2 separate regions of the Hordeum vulgare genome follow, and region 1 is linked to region 2. The links are chromatin contacts, called in public Hi-C maps. All regions are on one chromosome and are shown on one strand. Each heading gives the region's core, a stretch centred on a gene start, on an enhancer-like site or on the middle of the called end of the contact. The rest is flanking DNA. Distances are from core to core; before and after follow the strand shown.

Region 1 (5,354 bases), core at 2,520-5,019, 590 kb before region 2:
GACGAATCTCGCTGGACGACGCCGGACGTACAACACGTATCCTGCGTCAACCTTACACGAGATCCTTATTGGCTAGTCGGCGGGTCCCATAGCCAGACGGGACCTCGCAGCCGGCGGGCCCCTCCAGCGACAAGACAAGACCCCCGTGGGCCCCCTGGCCAGCCGACGAGGCTGTCAGCCGGGTCCCACTCTTGTACTTTTATCCATATTGTAGGTCGGTGGGTTCGTCTATAAAACCCCACGCCCCCCCTCCATGCAGAGGGGCAGTCAACTTAGCACACACACCAACCGCATAGGAGAGGCAGACGCGAGCCGGCAGCTCCTTCTTCCTCATCCGCATACAGCTCCAGGAGCACTTTGTAGTTCCATTCATACATCATACACTCCGGCAGGATTAGGGGTATTATCTCTACGGAGAGCCCTGAACCTGGGTACATCATGTGTTCCATGCTTGTACCAACCTCGTTCCCAGCGTCCTCCGGTGCCACTTCGGTTCCCACCATCTTTAGCCTACCCATGGCTTATGTTGTGAGTATTCACCGACAGGACTAGACCCAAACTATGAATGTAGCATATTGATCGTGTCGTTTTATTGCTATTGTTTTATGCGTGTCAAGTATTTGTTCCTATGACCATGAGATCATATAACTCACTGGCACTGGAGGAATACCTTGTGTGCATCAAACGTCACAACGTAACTGGGTGACTATAAAGGTGCTCTACAGGTATCCCCGAAGGTGTCCGTTGAGTTAGTATGGATCAAGACTGGGATTTGTCACTCCGTGTGACGGAGAGGTATCTCGAGGCCCACTCGGTAATACAACATCACACACAAGCCTTGCAAGCAATGTGACTAAGTGTAAGTCACGGGATCTTATATTACGGAACGAGTAAAGAGACTTGTCGGTAACGAGATTGAAATAGGTATGCGGATATCGACGATCAAATCTCGGGCAAGTAACATAACGAAGGACAAAGGGAATGACATACGGGATTATATGAATCCTTGGCATTGAGGTTCAACAGATAAGATCTTCGGAGAATATGTAGGATCCAATATGGGCATCTAGGTCCCGCTATTGGATATTGAACAAGGAGTGCCTCGGGGCATGTCTACATAGTTCTTGAACCCGCAGGGTGTGCACACTTAAGGTTCGATGATGTTTTAGTATAGTTGAGTTATATGTGTGGTTACCGAATGTTGTTTGGAGTCGCGGATGAGATCACGGACGTCACGAGGGTTTCCGGAATGGTCCGGAAATGAATATTGATATATATGATGGTTTCATTTGGTTACAGGAAAGTTTCGGGCAATTCCGATAGTGCACCGGGAGTGACAAATGGGTTCCGGGAGTTCACCGGGAGGGGCCCACCCACCCGGGAGTGATCCCAAGGCCATAGGGTGGCACCACAAGTCCCTAGTGGGCCGGTGGAGTCAGCCCAAGGGCCCCATGGCGCCACTTAAAGAAATACCAAAAGAAAAGAAAAAGAAAAAGGGAAATTGGGAGGTGGGAAGGAAGAGGAGGACTCCTCCTTCCAAAACCGAATTGGAGGAGGAGTCCTCCTCCTCCATAGCGCCGGCGCACCCCTTGAGGGCTTGGCCCTCAAGGCAAGCCCCTCCCCCTCCCTCCTATATATAGTGGTGTTTTAGGGCTGATTTGGGACAACTTTTGCCACATGCAACTCAACCCTAGACCCCATAGTTTTACCTCTAGATCGGATTTCTGCGGAGCTCGGGCGGAGCCCTGCAGGAGTAGATCATCACCACCACCGGAGCGCCGTCACGCTGCTAGAGAACTCATCTACTTCTCCCTCTTGCTTGCTGGATCAAGAAGGTCGAGATCATCGTCGAGCTGTACGTGTGCTGAACGCGGAGGTAGCGTCCGTTCGGCACTAGATCGGAACGGATCGTGGGACGGATCGCGGGATGATTCGTGGGACGGTTCGTGGAGCGGTTCGAGGGACGTGAAGATGTTCCACTACATCAAACGCGTTTCTTAACGCTTTCTGTTGTGCGATCTACAAGGGTACGTAGATCCAAATCTCCCCTCGTGGATGTACATCATCATGATAGGTCTTCGTGTGTGTAGGAAATTTTTCGTTTCCTATGCAACGTTCACCAACAGAGCCACCTCGCCGTCGCTTTGCATTGCTCGTGAACAGGTCGGTCAGAGAGGTGAGGACCATGAGGTCCTCTTCATCCTGGGCGTCAGCATCAGCTTTCTCCTCTAGTAGCGTCGTGAACGCCTCCTCATCATCGGAGTCCATCGCCCAGGCAAATCGCCAAACACCTGGCGAGCGTGGCGGACACGCGGCCGCGTACGTGCCCGGAGCGCCAAGAAAACTCGCTAAGAAGCGGGGGACGGGGGAGGGAGCGAAGCCGCGACGAACCTTACGACCGTCAACAGGGAGATGGCCTTTTGTAGCGGCGGTAGGCAGGTGGGCGGCACCGGAATCGGCACGGTGGCTAAAGGCGTGGTTCGCTAGGGGCGGTTCCGGAGAAGAAAAGGCCTTTTTTCGCCTGACACGGGGCATGTCGCGTCGTTTTTCCTTCGCCGGCGTCCCCAGGTGCCCCCCTCCCCAATGCGGTCGGTTCGGGCTGGGACCGCCGGAGCCAATTTCGGCCCTAACCAGCGAAAAAACGGCTCTTGGAGACGCGACTGAAACGTTTTTCCCTCGCTGGCGAAAAAAATGACCTCGAAGGGCCTGTTGGGGGCGCGGGTCGAGATGCTCCAAGAGAAACCCCAATGGGGCGACCCATTTCATCCGCCGACATCAGTTTGGGTCCGGACGGAAAAAGTGATGGCCCAACGCACGAACCCATTGCCAAAATGTGTCCGCTTCGCGTCCGTGCCGACCCATTTCTAGCTCAAATTTGGGACTGAAATGTGTCGGCGCGGACGCGCGCGTCTCCTCGGTGTCTGCATGTGTCCGGCCTGGCTACTTGTCACACAACCATGCACTTACCTATGTGTGTTTATTTAATTCGCTCGCCTATCCCACCCGCCTCTCTCCTATTATTTCAATACCACAATGTTGTTGCACACTTGCTTTCCGTTGGATGCACGTGTCAATCCATTTAAAAAAATAGACACAGACAGGCCGACGGACGACCCAAACGAACAAAAAACGGACAAAAACACTGTCCATTTGGGGTCGTCCTGTTGGAGTTGCTTCGGGAGCAGCAGGTGCGCTGCGACGCGGAGGCACTGCAACTTGAGGAGGAGGAGGGGGGAGAAGGAGGAGCGCGCCCAGCGAGCCGCAATGTCGGTGCCCCAGCAGACGCCGGAGGAGGCTACCCTTGCAGCGTACCAAGCGGCGTTCGGGTGGACTGGCCCGACTCCCGTCTTCATCGACCTCACCAACGACGATGGCGACGTCAAGGGCAAGGGCAACGCCGACGACGTCTAGGGCAACGTGGGGGCACCGACTTTTTTATGTTTTATTTAATGTTTAATTAGGTTTAAGTGGATTTTGACCGGCGGTTAACCTGCCATTATGTTTAATTATGTTTATTTCTGTGAAATCTGTTTTTTTCTATATAGGTAAATCTGGGTCCGCCTTTCGTTAGGCGCTCAAGTCCTTATAAAAATGCGGGTGCGCATGTTGGTCTAACCGACTCAAATAAACAAAAAGCGAATAAAATACGTGACCGTTTGGATCGGCATGTTAAAGTTGCTCTTAGCTTTTTTAAAACAGAAGTTTGTAAGAAAAGCGGAACCAAACGCAAACACAGCCTAAAGCCCTACCCGTCGCCCTTCCAAACACAAGTTCAGCCCCGAACCGGACCCAAGGGAGCAGTCTAGCGAACGCAGCCCTATTCAAACCGCGGCAGACTCCTCCCAGCAAACCCCCCAGATCCCGACGAGACCACGCCACACCGCGGCGAAGCCCTAGCCTCCGGCCAGCGCCGCCGCAGCGATGGTGTACTTCGACTCCTGGGACGAGTTCGTTGACCGGTCCGTGCAGCTCTTCCGCGCCGACCCCATCACCGTACGCCGGGACCCCATCCCTCCTTCCCCCCTCGTCCACCCATGCCCGATTCCCCCTGCCCGCATCTCGATCTAATCCGTTATCCGTTGCCCATGTGTGCAGACTCGCTATTGCATGAAGTACCGGCACTGCGACGGGAAGCTCGTGCTCAAGGTCACCGACGACCGCGAGGTACGGCGCCCAGGCTTCTTTGTTTTGCCCAGATTTGGGGATTGACTCCAAATTCATGATCAGGAAGTGTGTGTTTTAGGTCCCGATCACGCGTGTCACTACGAGATGCGTGTTACAGCTAGGGATTGAGCCGATCGAGCGTTATTGTAGGTCATGCATTGCGTGGGATGGTTCAGTGTTGCGTATTGAATTTTGTGACGTAGCATAGCTTGGTATAGTATAAGTGGCTCGATAAAATACTACAGCAGTTAGATCGTTCAGCATTAACAGAAAGCAAAACTGATCTCTCTTTTGAGGAGTTTTGATTTTACAATCATCCTGTAAACATAGAATTCATCTCAAGTTTATTTTCAAGTCAAGAAAGATAGTGAGATGCCAATTACAACGAAATGTCTGCTTGATATCATAAACCCAGGAGATTTTGCCATAAAAGCCTTAGCAGCCGTTAGCATTAGTTCACAGTAGTTACACTAGTGTGGGTGGGCATATGTGCTTTTCCTTCCTAATTGAAGCAAATCATTGTTGTGCATGACGAAAGTACTCTTGTGCCCACTAGTAAGTTTATCTGTTCCTGGATGAATGCGTAGCCAGGAAAACAGATAGTACAGACTGCAGAGTACATGTTTAGTTGTATGGATTTGAGCCAGGAAAATATATAGTACAGACTGAAAACCACTTAAACTTGTATATGATATCCCTCTCCTCGCTTCATCTAGAAAATTACTTAGGCCCAGTTCTTTTGGCCGATTCTCCCATAATCTTGAGAATCGACCCTCAATCCAGTTTCTCCCAGAATCTTGAATCCATATTTTTTTTACAATCCTATCTAGTTAGGATGTGAACAGCTAGGATTGTAAAAAACATAGGGATACAATATTCTGGGAGAACCTGGGTGATTAGCTTAACCCTGAAGGACGATTTTATTAAGCTCATACTTAAATGTTCTGCCAGGAAAAGAACTGGGCCTTAGTTTTGTATATATCATCAAATGTGGATTTGGTATGTGATTAGCTTAACCCTGAAGAACGATTTTATTAAGCTCATACTTAAATGTTTTTTACACTGTTGGGGGACCTGTAGTTAGTGCAGCTGAAACATACACTGGTAAAATACTGCAGCTTCTGGATATGCATGTCTCAAAACTGAGTCATAAGTTATATCTTACTGTACTTAAGATGTTCTGATAATTT
Region 2 (5,063 bases), core at 1,736-4,235:
ATTCTCTATTTTTGAAGTATTTTTGAGACAAAGGTAAATGTATTTCTCTTTTCATATGTTCAAATCCTGGAAGGAATAGTTATTTAATGTGCTAAACACATAAGGGCTATTTAGTTCACTACAATAAGTTTGGCACACCTAATCACCTAGCCGTGGCATACCACAAGTTACTAAGGGTGCCACAAGTTTGCCAAGCCACAGTCTTTGTGGTGGGCAAATTGGTTATCACATTTGTGGTAAAAAATGACTACAAATTTACAAAATGAGTAAAGGTGCAACAAATAAAAAAATGAGTATATAAAGGTCAGGTACATGCCTACATGGTTGCAACTAAACCGTTGCCGAACTCTTTGCCCAAGATTTGGCTAAGTCAAGCTAGAAACAAAGAAACACGCCCTAAGGTAGGAAAATTATGGCACATTGACACAATAGATGTGTAAATGGTGGCCAGAATTAAGGAGGCAAGACTCTGGGCTAGAGCTGGTGCCTTAGGACTGAGAGTGCTACTGCCCGGGTGCTGGGATGTCCTCTATCAAGGCTTCTGAACCTTTCTCTGCGTATATGAACATCTCTAACTTTCCAATGAAATGAAACGTGTTAAGCTTCATGCACTAGCCAATGCAACACCCCCTCTCGCGTCCAACACGTGAATAGACTCAAAGGTATGACTCAAGAGGCCTATACATGGATACAGAGGGGGGCCAGCAACAATTTTTGGATAAATTGCGAAAGTCAGGATTTGAACTCAAGACTATGGGCCCTGATACCATGTCAAGCCTCATGCACTAGCCAACGCAACCAAAAGTCCAAATTGATGGAAAGGGTCAGGTAATCCACATATATACTTGCAAAAAACACAAGTGCTTTCACGTTTTATCGCGAAAATAAACATGCAGCACTACCTTCTTGCAGGAGTGCCATAAACAATTGTTCAGCAATTGTGGTGCATAGCAAAGGTAAAACGACTGATGCTTACCTGAGCTTCAGCCTGCAAGTGCATGCACATGACTTTCCAGTAAAGAGCAACCTCAGCCTCCATGAGCTTGATACTGGAAACTTGTTCTGCACAAATATAGTGTGGATGATGATATTTACCAGTAGCGGAAAGTTATGATGGGAAACGACAAACTTTATGAACCTGATAATTGATAATAGAAAATCAATTTGACAATAGAAAAATACAATTTAGTCGTTGGGTTTGTCACTTTCATTGTTTTGTTTCAGGATTACTTATTTCATTCAAGTGCAACTGCAACCACATGCTTCCTTCTCGGAAATTCAGTTTTCAGCATGATCATATTGAACTTCACGGAAATCTGCAACATAAAAGGCATGTGATTTTGTTCTGATTTACCAGCATCCTCGGTATTTTCAGTAAAGTACTGCATGATAGTTTGCCCATCTTGCACTCGCACAGCACCATCCTTCAGAAGCACCCCCATCACGGATTCTCCAACTGACTCATAAGTCTCGACATCAAGAAACCTGAGAAGGGCGATGACATCTCCACCACAATGCTTTACAAGCCACTCCTCCTTCAGCATCCTCAAGCATTCATTGTTCACAGATGGAGACCTATCTGAGATGCCTCTGTGAAGGAGAGTTGTCCTCTGCTTGATGCTGAACCAAAAGAAGCCATCAATTCTCTCACATGGTGTTGGTAAACCAGTTGTGCATTTCATATGTAGGTATTGGTCAACTGGCTTCTCTACTTCCAGTGGAAAGAATTGCTCACCTAAGACTTTGGAGGGGAAATTTAGTTGAAAGCACAAAATATGCTGCCCTCCGAACTGATTCGCTAGTATCAATTGTTGATTCAATGATTGACTCCAGTGTAGCACTTGATGGTGGAAGAGACAAAATAATTGTCTTTCGGACCTCCTTCTCAAATCAAACAAAAACTCCATCAGATGTAATAACAAGGAATGTAAAAGAAATATTAAGGGTACTGAGTTGATCTAACATACAGCGTTTTGTTCTTTTTCTAGAGTCTCAAGAAAGATACCGATGATGCCACCATCCTCTTCGTCAATCGCAAAACGAGACAATGCACGGACAGCAAAAACCCGAATTGCAGGAATCTTATCCTGAACCCGAATCTTCATGCCATCAATCACTTCATCCCAAATCTCACTACTCACCTCGGCATCATCCGGTACTTGCATTATGATCTACGAGAAAAATTGCCAATGTCAGCAAGTAAGTAATTTATGTGGAAGTGGTAGTCTTGACACTACCTGAATTAAGAATAGCTCAAATTACGTTCTTCTTCACAGGCAATTTAAAAAGCAGAAAGAAATGGATCAAATCACTGTAACCAAAGCTGCATGGGGGCAGCAGGTATCACAGGGGTTTTAACTTTTAACTAACGTTTTACTGGGACTAATTGAGGTAGCCAGATCGAAGTTAGGTTAAGGCTAACAGGCACAGAATGGAACACATCATTAACCACGTTTGCAACAGCAATTATACAAGTTCCTCGAATACTCTAAATCTCTAATGAAAACTGAAGTTAGGCAAAACGAAATCACGCATCTAGAGGAAAGTGAAGTACTCTTCTTATCAAGTTGAGAGAAATCTTCTCACAGCTTGCCGAACACTCACCTCAGAGATGATTTGGCAGGCACGGAAGCGCGCGGGTCGGAGCGCTGCGGCGGAGGCGACGAGGAGGAAGCGGAGGAAACCCTCGAGGAACCCGGTGCCGTCCGCGCCCGCGGAGGCGGAGGAGGAGGCGAAGGCCACGGCGAAGCGTGTGACGCGGTCGGAGGCCGGGGAGCGGCGGGGGACCTCGAAGAGCGGGGTGATGGCGTTGCAGAAGGCCGGGAGGAAGCGGCCGCCAGACGCGGAGGCGCGGACCGCCGCGAGCTCCCGGAGCTTGCGCGGGTGCACGGCGAGGGAGGCGCGGCACTCGTCGAACACGCGCGCCGCCTCGCGCGCGAGGCGCCTCGTCTCGTCGTCGCTGGAGACGGCCGCGGCGGGTGACATGGTGCGGCAGGGGAGAGGGGGGGGGGGAGGAGGGGGGGATTTGGATTTGGGGGGAGAGATTTTGAATTTGACGAGAGGGAAGGCGAAATGCGGAGCGGATCCGGCCGACGGCAGACGTGCTCCCACCTAGTGGAGAGCGCGTGTGTTTTTGAGCTTCCCGCTTTCCGTGTGGAGATTCTCATGGGCTCAAACTTCACAAGGCTGGCGGATGGCTGGCAGGCCCAAAATGGCCCGCGGCGCTGCTAGAACCAATCACTTTCTTTTTCCTGAAATCTCAACGCCCTTTTATCTTTAAAAAATCACTTTGTTTCAACCGGCTGATAATACGCGCTCATAAGCTGCCTCCTTCTTATGACGCGTGTCCCGCATGTGCCTCACCACTCGCAGCCTTATCACGTGTCTTTCGTTTCCCATCACAGAAATCTTATTCCCTCTTCTCTCGATCCGTCCTCTTCCTCTCTTTCAAAGTTTTGTCCAAAAGGACCCTTAGCCGAGTGCATTTGTCAGAAAGGACCACATGTGGATGAAATCTATGGAAAAGACCCCCACCTCCCGTGGCGGCAGGCGAGTCAGTCGACACATGCCACCTGTCGCCACCGCCCGAGGCGGCTAGGGCCTGCCGCCACGAGCACAGGCGGCCGACAAGCCTGCCGCCACGAGCCCAGGCGGCCGACGCACGTTTCCGTTCCAGCGTCGCGGCAACGTAACGGCGACAGAGGTGTGGGCCCTGTCGCCTCGGCAGCTGGCGGCCAGGCGGGACCTGCCACCTCGGGAGGAAGCGGCCGGTACTGTTGCGGCGTTGATTTCCACTGACTGCGCTGATTTCCAGGGTCGTTGATTTCTACGTTGAGACAGTCTCCATTGACGGAACAGTGGCACAAATTTCCCGCTCTTCACCGATGAAACAGTGTGAAACTTCTTCTTTATAAACGAACTGCGTCGCTGCCTCCTCTCTCACTCTCTTCTCCTGCCGTCGCCTTCTATGTCACTCTATTCTCTTTCTCTTTCTCACTCTCTTCTCAAGAACTACTCCATATGAAGGTTTAAGTTGCGATTTTGGATGGTTTAAAGTTAGATTTTGAAGACGTTGTAGTTGGAAAAAAGATAGATCAAGGTAAGAGCTTTTCATTTCTGTTGGTCATGTTTGCATGCATGATGTTTTATTTTGTTTGATTAGTTTCTAAGTATGTGTTTTCTTTTGTCTTAGGGAGTGTATTGTCACTTTTGTGAAACTATTTTAAAGACGTTGTAGTTGAAAAAAAGATAGATCAAGGTAAGAGCTTTCCATTTCTGTTGGTCGTGTTTGCATGCATGATGTTTTTTTTTGTTTGATTAGTTTCTAAGTATATGTATTTATCTTTTGTCTTAGGGAATGTATTATCACTTTTGTGAAACTATTTTGTCATGCGATATGAACTACTAAATTGAAGATCAAGGTATGAGACTATGTTCATATTTGTGTTCATGTGATAATAGGTCGACTCTGTTCATATATTACCGGTGATTTGTTCGTGTTTGCATGCAACTGGTATTTAGAAAGCAGTCGAAAAAATGTGTGTGTAACTAGCATTTTTGTTAAACATGTAATAATATGTTAACTCTATTAGTATTATTACATGCAAGACGCGTGTGTAATATATTTGTTTATGTGATAATTTGTCAACCCCGTAGATATATGACTCATGATATATATATGCATGTAATATGTATTTTAAAACTTTTGCTAGCACGGAAATAATTATGTGTGTAATATTTTTGTTCATATGATAATTGATCGAATTCGCTGATATTATACTGGTGATATTTTGTATTCGTAAGGATATCCTTATTAAACCAGAGGTACTAATGACATATTGTAATTTATCTTGTATTTATTTTATAGATGTAGTGTCGCGACAAATGGTATAATATAAATTATTATGCATAGATGTATAGTCGTCTGTGAGTATTTGTTAAATTGTTATATGTAAAAAAAGATAAATAATGGATGTTATTACAATATAAATATAATAATATGATGGTACAATATAAATTATTATGCGTAGATGTACAGTCATCTGTGAATATTTGTTAAATTG

The links. Hi-C and Micro-C count contacts between places; a contact is called where the count stands out from the background.
Region 1: a contact with region 2 is called in a Hi-C map of seedling, with 4 times the contacts expected there. The contact joins the promoter of LOC123411626 here to the promoter of LOC123407292 in region 2. A contact is called at or near these places in 2 of 6 Hi-C or Micro-C datasets (leaf and seedling).

Annotation. Positions count from the first base shown.
Region 1 is chr7H:110,968,462-110,973,815 of MorexV3_pseudomolecules_assembly, reverse strand. LOC123411626 (signal recognition particle 9 kDa protein) reads left to right here and starts at 3,769. Exons shown (of 4, transcript XM_045104590.1): 1 at 3,769-3,993; 2 at 4,096-4,164. The coding sequence starts at 3,922.
Region 2 is chr7H:110,374,234-110,379,296 of MorexV3_pseudomolecules_assembly, reverse strand. It overlaps LOC123407292 (condensin complex subunit 3), which reads right to left and starts at 2,985. Exons shown (of 12, transcript XM_045100398.1): 1 at 2,605-2,985; 2 at 1,968-2,171; 3 at 1,736-1,881; 4 at 1,355-1,620; 5 at 977-1,062. The coding sequence starts at 2,985.